2 separate regions of the Sus scrofa genome follow, and region 2 is linked to region 1. Evidence: chromatin contacts called from public promoter capture Hi-C data. All regions are on one chromosome and are shown on one strand. The core of a region is the stretch at or near the end of the contact, and the rest is flanking DNA. Distances in the headings are between cores, read along the strand shown.

Region 1 (4,395 bases), core at 642-3,141:
AGAAATCTTTTCTCTTGCTTCCTCCTAACCTGAGACTATGCTTCCTCTTGCAATCCCTTGCAATCTGGCAGGAATTTAGGGCTAGGGTAAAGCCTGGGAAGTGAAGCTGAAGAATATAAAAGTCACCAAAATAAGCCTAGTCACCCAAATTGATCATCCTCCTGATTCAAATATAATTTATGCTATCTGCATCTCATTTACATGTTGTTAATTTAGAAGAATCAGAGTATAGCAAAAATTGCCTGCAGGCCTGACACTTTTTTTTTTCTCTCTCTGTCTTCTTTTTCCTCCTTTCCCAAATGACACTTAGGATGAGCCTGGGAAGCAGAAACAAGAGCCTGGGAACACTTTTTTTAAAGCTTAGAGAAAAACAGGGAAGAAAAGAAAAGATCAATAATTAAGTGGGGGCTGGGCAGCTAGCTGGCCAGACAGGTAAACCAAAAGAACCCAGGAGCTGGACACCGGAGGAAGCTGGGTCTCAGAGAAACTGGGCAAAGTTGGATGGGCTAAGTCTTCAGAATAGAGGCAGGAAGCGTGATGGAGAATTTCTCCTCTTCAAGGTACCTGCCTGGTGCTCCTTCAGAGCAGGAGAGAATGAGGGAGCACAGGTACTCAAACAAATCAGGATTTCTCTTTCTTTTTCCTCTTAAATCCAACACATTTTCTCCAGCTGGAATTATCCTCTGGTGGTGAGTGAGAGGTAAAGCAGCCCAGACCCACCCCTAGCCAGCGGCAGTAAGTAGCCAAAAGTTGGAAGAAGCATATACAACTGGTACCCAGCTTCCACAAGACGCCCCCCACCCGCACTCCCTAGGAACTTTACTCTCCCCTCAAGTGCTTTACTGTCCCCCTCTAATCTCTTTCTCGCTCTGATGCAAATCGTCACAGAACTAATGGTTTAGAAGTTCTCCTCAGAGTTAAGTCAACGACGGTGCCTTGTCTACGTGCTAGCAAGGGAGAGGGGGAAGGTGTCATTAAAAGGAAGAAATACAGGGACCCAAGCAGCGTCTTTTACATATTCCTTCTGCCTGAACGCCTCTCAAAATCTAAACGTGTAGAGACCCAACGTGGAAGAACAGTCAGTGTCACCTCCCCAGGGCTAAAGAGGAAACAGAGGACTGGGGATTAGGAGAAGAGGTGAAGGAAATGGTTCAAAGTTTTTACCTTAAAGAAGTGGGTGCTGTTCCAGGACACAGAAGGAGGGTGCAGCTCTGGCAATACGATGGGGCAGGTGGGTGCAGTGAGGGGCGCCACCACACTCCCAGCTGCCTTCCAGCTGTCAAAGCCAGAGCTCGCACAGGTTTACACGGGTTTGTGCGCAGCAGTCTTGGCCGGATGGTGGCCACTTCCGGACTCACGCCCACGGCCGGCCGGGGGCACTGGAAGAGGGTGGAGACCGGCAGGAGTGCAGCCCAGGTACTCCCAGGTCGCTCAGAGCGTCTCCAGGATTTCTGAGTCGCCGAGTCTAGGGCGTGCGCTCCAGGCCCAGTCTAGCGAGCTGGTTTTCAAAGGAAGTTTGTGGGTTTTCTTTTTTCTTCTTTCTCTCTCTCTCTCTCTCTCTTTCCCGTCGGGACAAAGAAAAATCAGTCAAGGACAAGCTTCTGGGAGGAGGAGGAGCCAGGCCAGCACTGGAGGATTTCCATTAGGGCTTTCTGACCTGGTCAGCAGCTTGGTGATCAGCAGTGAGAGAGAGAGAAACAGGAGAGAAAAACAACAGACCCTTTCTCCTCCCTCCGCCTGCCGCTGGAAGGGACGGAGCGCTTGTGCCTCTCTGGTGAGAAGAGGGAAAAGCAAGGGCCCTTGCTGAGTGGGGAGGAGGAGCAGGGCCGGACAGCAGCAGCTTGTTGGATCTGGGCTTTCTCTCTAGGTACAAAAGTCCTTTGCTCTGGATCCACAGAGGCAGGCCAGACAGCGTGATATTAGCATAATTACTCATTTAAAGTGAAAAATCCTTATCCTTTCAAAATCCTTACTATATCTCTTTTTTGTTTGTTTTTTGTTTTTTAGGGCCGCACCTGCGGCACATGGAAGTTCCCAGGCTGGGATCTAATCAGATCAGCAACAAAGGATCTGAGCTGCATCTGCCACCTACACCACAGCCTACGGCAATGCCAGGATCCTTAACCCACGGAGCAAGGCCAGGGATCGAACCCGCAACCTCATGGTCCCTAGTCGGATTCGTTTCCGCCGCACCGCAACAGAAACTCCCTCACTTTTTTTTTTTATAGTTAATAATGATTTTTATTTTTTCCATTATAGCTGATTTACAGTGTTCTGTCAATTTTCTGCTGCACAGCAAGGTGACCCAGTAACACATACACGTATTTGCTCACTTTTTTAGTCTAGAAACCAGTTGGGCTATGCCCCTGGTAGTGCAGAGAGGGTGTGTAAGAAGCCCCAGGCTCTGGGAAGAGTGAAGCAGGGAGAAAACTAGCTGAGCAAGCAGGAGCTTCAATATCCCTCTGCTCCGGTCCTTGTTCCCACCACAGGCCTCAGCTTCTCATCTATCACCTCCTCTCAATTCCGAGCTTGGGGAGCAGGAAAAACTGGTGTGAGGTTGGTGGTAGGAAACAAAGGGATTCATTAATAAATGAGGGAACATTTGATGAAAAGAGTACATTTATCACGGAGTTCCCATTGTGGCACAGTGGTTAACGAATCCGACTAGGAATCATGAGGTTGCGGGTTCGATCCCTGGCCTTGATCAGTGGGTTAAGCTGTGGTGTAGGTCACAGACAAGGCTCAGATCCCATGTTGCTGTGGCTCTGGCGTAGGCCGGCGACTACAGCTCCGATTAGACCCCTAGCCTGGGAACTTCCATATGCCACAGGAAGCGGCCCTAGAAAAGGCAAAAAGACAAAAAAAAAAAAAAAAAAGCACATTTTCTGCAGTATTCTGCACTACCCTGGGGCTGGAAGGTGGTAGTTAAATGTGGTTGGAACCCAACTCTACATTCTGAAAGGTTCCCCCAAGCTCTACTTACATGGCTGCTCCAGGATGAAACTTCAAACAACTCTGAAGGCTGCAGGGGCATTTGGAACAATTAGGGAGGCAGGTGAGCAGAAACCCAAGTTACAACAGTCCGGAAAAAGAAAGAGAATTTGCTGACGCTATAGAAAAAAAGAGGCTATAGAGTTGTAATGGCAGCAACTGGAGTTGGCAAGAGGCTGTAGGAATTAAGAAGAGAGGCCAAAGATTATTACGATGTTTTCATATTCCAATATTTTTATAACATGGATAATCACAAAATTGTGATTGCAATGGGACCGTTTGTTAAAGTAGAGAATTCGAGAAAGTTGAAAAGCCGTTTTTGCCCAGTGTGATTTAAAATGTCAACCAGATGGTCAGTGTAATATATAGATAGAAAGATGCTATACTTAATCTGACTCAAGAGGGAAAATTCAGATGCCACAAAGTTTATGTGACGCATTTACACTTGTGTGTCAAATAAGCGATCTCAGAAAATTCTCCTTCCCTCAATTCTTAGGGCCGTTTTGGAGTTTTGGGACTACATTTCCCAGGACGCCTTGCACCACCACCACCCGCTTCGCGCTTCCCGTGAGTCTCTGGGCGCAGAACTCGGCTTCTGTCTCTGGGGGCGGGGCGACGTCGGATTCCGTGGGCGCCCGCTTACGCACTTCCTCCTGGGGTCCCGGCCGAATGGCTTTATGGCGGGTTCGAGTCCCGCCTCCTGACTCTCGCCTCAAGCCCCTGAGTCCGGGGCGGGGCGCATTTACTGGTTAACCTCTCCGCGGAGAGGGGCGGCGGCACACCTTGGGCTTCACCATGGAAGACTACCTGCAGGGTTGTCGAGCCGCTCTGCAGGTAACGGACCCCTGTCTGTGATCGTAGGGAATGGAGCCTGGGGTCCAGGAAGGACGAAGATGTGGGATCTGGGAAGTCCCGAGGGTCTGTGTGGAGGGAACGCGGAATCGTGTGGTGGGAGCTTGGGATCTGATCAGGCTTGGGCCCTTTGGAGTGAGGGACAAGAACCTACCGCTTGAGAGTGGGAATGCTGCTTGGTCACCTCCTTTTGGGGCTCCTGCCTTTGGGGTCTACCGGAGAGTGGGGAGGAGGAAGCGTGGGTCTGGGTCCTGCCGCTGAGCCGCTGCTCAGTGTCGCTGGATCAGGTCCGGCAAAAGGACCAGGGCTGCGCCCGCCGCGAAATGTATTATTTGTTCCTTTCACCTCGCCCCTCTTTCAGTTTTCCGCTTAGGAAGCCTCCTTGGCCCACTGGCCTCCAGGTAACCCTCCCGCGGGGGGTACGAGGGAACCTGTGACCACGGCTTAGTCGTCTCTAAACGGCGGTTTTTGTCTGGTGGGCCTAAGTCATTCTAAATTAAAGATGGTCATGGTGTTTTACTTTAAATCTGTTTTTAAGATAAACACACACAA
Region 2 (4,325 bases), core at 480-2,979, 550 kb before region 1:
ACCAACCATGCAGCTATTTGAATGATAAGTAATTCAGGCAGAAAGCAACAAGTGCAAAGGCCTTGTATACTTGGCATGTTCAAGGAACAACAAGGGGTCAGGATTCTGTAGCTGTGGAGCTGAATGAGTAAAGGAAAGAGCAGTAGATGAGATTACAGGAGTTCCCTCGTGGCCTAGTGGTTAAGGATCCGGTATTGTCACTGCTGTGCTGTGAGTTCAATCCCTGACCCAGGAACTTCTACATGCCTCGGGTACAACAACAACAACAAAAAACAAGTGAGATCACAGAAGTAATGGAGTGTAGGGCATTTTTCACTAAGTAATATGGAAAGCCATGGAGTTCCTGGGCCAACTGCAGCCTAACACCAGGTCCTTAACCCACTGTGCCAGGCCAGGGATCAAACTTGCATCCCAACACTGCAGAGATGCTGTGATCCTGTTGGGCCACAGTGGGAACTTCATGAGTTTAGCTTTATATAAGTTCTTTACTGAGGGAGACACAGGTTTAAGAAGCACTTGAATCGTGTTCTGCTGGACTACAAAATTGGGGAGGCTTACAAGCTTACAGGTAGTTAAATAAGTTGTTTATTAAAAATTATAATTGGAGGAATTATAATTGGGGTTAAGAACTAGTATCCACGAGGATGTGGGTTTGATCCCACATCAAACTGGCCTTGCTCAGTGGGTTAAGGATCCAGTGTTGCAGCAAGCTGCAGTGTAGAACACAGGTGCGGCTCAGATCCAGTGTGGCTGTGGCTGTGGCACAGACCAGCAGGTGCAGCTCCGATTCAACCTCTAGACCAGCAACTTCTGTATTCTGCAAGTTAGGCCGTAAAAAGGAAGAAAAAAAAAGAAAAGAATTATAATTGGAGCTGGCAAGAAGTAAAGGTGCTTGTTAGGTAAGGATTAGTTGAGGACCAAAATGGTTGATTAGGAATTCCTGTCCTGGCTCAGCGAGTAAAGAACCCCACTAGTATCCATGAGAACACAGGTTCCATCCCTGGCCTTGCCCAGTGGATTAAGGAGCCAGTGTTGCCCTGAGCTGTGGTGTAGGTCACAGTCCTAGCTCTGATTCTGCGTGGCTGTGGCATAGGCCAGAAGCTGCAGCTCTGATTCAACCCCTAACCCGAATTTATATATGCTGCAGGTGGGGCCTAAAAAGTACTAGACTGCCAGCAATTATTTGTTTTGCGAATGAATGGAAGAAAGAAACAAAGGTGTGTGAGAGGGTACTATCTTCAGACTCCTCCCACACTAGTCGGTTTTCTGGGTCTCTTGGCACCACTGTTAAGGACAAAGGCTAAGGAGAGAGTGGTTAATACTAACGATCACTACTCTGAAGTTTACTTCCTACCAGAAAGTCCAGGTTTAGCCCAAACGCAGAAGCTCTGCTTTTAGTTCTAGCCATAGCCTTAGCGCACTTATTCTCCACGGGAATACTACAAGCAGCTCAATTTATGCTTCAGGTAACATTAATTTTGCGCTAATGTAGTTAACAGGTTTAGCACGGGGAACCGAAGGAGCCAAGTAGCTTGCCGGGGGAAATCGTTACGGCTCCGCCACGCATGCGCTCCGCCGCGGAAAAGTAGCTACTACGGCTGCGCGAACCGGGGCCCCGCCCTCTTTCGTCACAAGTTGTGGGACCGTGGCGAGGCAGCAGCCGTGGCGGTAGCGACGGCAGGCCGTAGGGCGGTCGGAGGGTTTCCGGTTCCGGTGTAACGTTCGGGCTCCGTCTCAGGGGCTGAAGTTTGTGAGGTGAGTAGTGGCCCCGGGCCCAGAGAGGGTATGCTCGGGTCCTAGCGGCTGGGGCTAAGTTTCAGTCCAAAGGGAGGACCGAGGCGGGAGGTTCAACAGAAAGGAGGCTGAGGAAAGAACCAGGTTCTGTGCGAGAACGGGTTGGAATGAGATTGTTGAGAGGAAAAGGGCGGGGGCGGGAAAGGGACAGGGTGAGGAGACTACCTCTGAGATGAGTTTGGGTAGAACAAGGTGGGGAAAGGGTCCGGTCAGAGAGATGGAGAGAGCAAAAAGCAAAGGATAGGGTTTAAGGGAGGAAATTCGACTTGTAGCAAAGAAGAGCACGAAGTAAGGAATTCCTTCAGAAGATTAGATTCTGCTACCTGCTCATTGAGATCATTCTGCCTTCCTCTCTCTCCCTCCACACCGTAACCACCCCCACCCCGCCCCACGCAGTTATTGTTGAACGTCTGATTAATGACAAAGCTAGTTACTATTTGGAAGTTTGATTTTTGCCCACTGACTGTTTAGTCTGCACGTTATATTATGGAGGGAATGGGTTGAAATTGAGTACATAAGTATAGTGCTTGGGCATACGGTTCGTTTATAGAGTGGTACCCCGTTTATTGCTTTGGATTTTCAAACGGCTTAAACTTTCTAATCTATGATTCAGTTCTAGTGGAATATAAGCCCTCTAAGGTGAGGATTCTTGTCTCTTTTGTTCACTGTTGTATGTATCCTTGGCAGTATCCCACTACATTAACACTTAGTTGTTGTGCAGTAAATACTTACTGAATGAATTAAGTGCCAGATAGCTATGGCAGTTGTCCTCCTTTTGTAAGATGAATGAACTGAGGCTCAGAGGAATTGCTTGACAGAAGGTTAGTAAATGGAAGAGCTCTTTCTTCACTCCCTATGTTGTCTGAATACCCTTCTTTTGAGCATTGAACAGTTAGCATGTTGAAATTGATAAGCTATAGTGCTGTCTCATGATGGGTAAATAGAGCCATCATAGATTTATTATATAACATGTCAGTAAGACACAAAATCTTTTACTCCTAGTTTCATGACTTCACTAGCTTCATATGGTTATACCAAAATTAAATACACTGTTTAGCAACAGGTCTTATAGAGGATAAACCTACCAAGAATGCAGAAGTTAATTAGACTGTACCGGAGTTCTTGTCGTGGCTCAGTGGTTAACGAATCCGACTAGGAACCATGAGGTTGTGGGTTCGATCCCTGGCCTTGCTCAGTGGGTTGAGGATCCGGCGTTGCCGTGAGCTGTGGTGTAGGTCGCAGACTCGGCTCGGATCCCACGTTGCTGTGGCTCTAGCGTAGGCCGGCGGGTACAGCTCCGATTAGATCCCTAGCCTGGGAACCTCCATATGCCGTGGGAGCGGCCCAAGGGGGGCAAAAAAAGTTTTAAGATATCTTTTCTCCTAAAAGGTACAGTGTAATTTTTTTTTCTTCTTTCTGGATATCTTTTCTCCTAAAAGGTACAGTGTAATTTTTTTTTCTTCTTTCTGCCATTTCTTGGGCTGCATATGGAGGTTCCCAGGCTAGGGGTCTAATCGGAGCTGTACCCGCCGGCCTACGCCAGAGCCACAGCAACGTCGGATCCTCAACCCACTGAGCATGGCCAGGGATCGAACCCACAACCTCATGGTTCCTAGTCGGATTCGTTAACCACTATCCTATGACAGGAACTCCATCTTAAAACATCTTGAAGCGTTCTTTTGTAGCTCAGTGGGTTAAGAATCCAGTGTTGTCACTGCAGCAGCTTGAGATGCTTCTGTGTCGTCCACGTTCCATCCCTGGCCCCAGAACGTACAGTAGCAAAAAAAAAAAAAAAAAAGGAAGAAGAAGAATCGTATTAATTTGCATTTAAAGATTGTTCTAGAGAGTCTTTTATGATGGTGTTTTCTCTGTTAAGCTAAACAGGAGAAAAATAGAAGTGGAAAGAGAGTACATCCAAAATGAAAGTAATCTTTTCTGAACTGAGAGAATATTTATGACAGAGGCCCTGTAGAACATAAGAGAAAAATATCTGAGTACAGAATTCCCACTAGGATGAATGTGACTACAGAGAATTGTGAGAGCGAGTTCCTATTGTGGTTCAGTGGTAACAAACCTGACTAGTCACCATGAGGATTCGGGTTTGATCCTTGGTCCCCTCAGTGGGTTAAAGGATCCGGCTTTGCTGTGAGCTGTGATATAGCTCATGGACAAGGCTCAGATCCTCTGTGGCTGTGGCTGTGGCCAGCAGCCACAGCTCGTTTGGACCCCTAGCCTGAGAACTTCTGAAGATGTAGCCCTAAAAAGACAAAAAAAAAAAAAAAAAAAAAAAAATTGACAAAAACAGCCTTAAGGATTATGAGCTTTAGTATAGGATGACTGATGTGGATAAAGCCTCCCTTATTTGCATGCCTTAAAGAAGGCCTGGGTTGGAGTTCACAATGTGGTGCAATGGGTTAAGGATCTGGCCATGCCACAGCTTTGGCTCGGCTTCGTTCCCTGGCCCGGGAACTTCCATATGCCATGGGTGCTGCCAAAAAAAAAAAAAAAAAGAAGAACGGCTGGGTTGAGGA

The links. Promoter capture Hi-C pulls out the DNA fragments that hold promoters and counts their contacts.
Region 2: a promoter capture Hi-C map of liver shows a contact between it and region 1, with 4 times the contacts expected there. The contact joins the promoter of PRPF3 here to the promoter of MINDY1 in region 1. A contact is called at or near these places in 1 of 5 promoter capture datasets (liver), 1 of 47 Hi-C or Micro-C datasets (heart right ventricle) and 1 of 2 datasets of contacts at active chromatin or transcription factors (alveolar macrophages).

The regions. Positions count from the first base shown.
Region 1 is chr4:98,216,112-98,220,506 of Sscrofa11.1, reverse strand. MINDY1 (ubiquitin carboxyl-terminal hydrolase MINDY-1) reads right to left here and starts at 1,891. Exons shown (of 10, transcript XM_001929665.7): 1 at 1,165-1,891. It overlaps PRUNE1 (protein prune homolog), which reads left to right and starts at 1,645. Exons shown (of 9, transcript XM_013997183.2): 1 at 1,645-1,774; 2 at 3,488-3,558.
Region 2 is chr4:98,769,035-98,773,359 of Sscrofa11.1, reverse strand. PRPF3 (pre-mRNA processing factor 3) reads left to right here and starts at 1,729. Exons shown (of 16, transcript NM_001135965.1): 1 at 1,729-1,755. LOC110260326 (a long non-coding RNA gene) reads right to left here and starts at 1,587. Exons shown (of 2, transcript XR_002343444.1): 1 at 1,355-1,587; 2 at 566-817.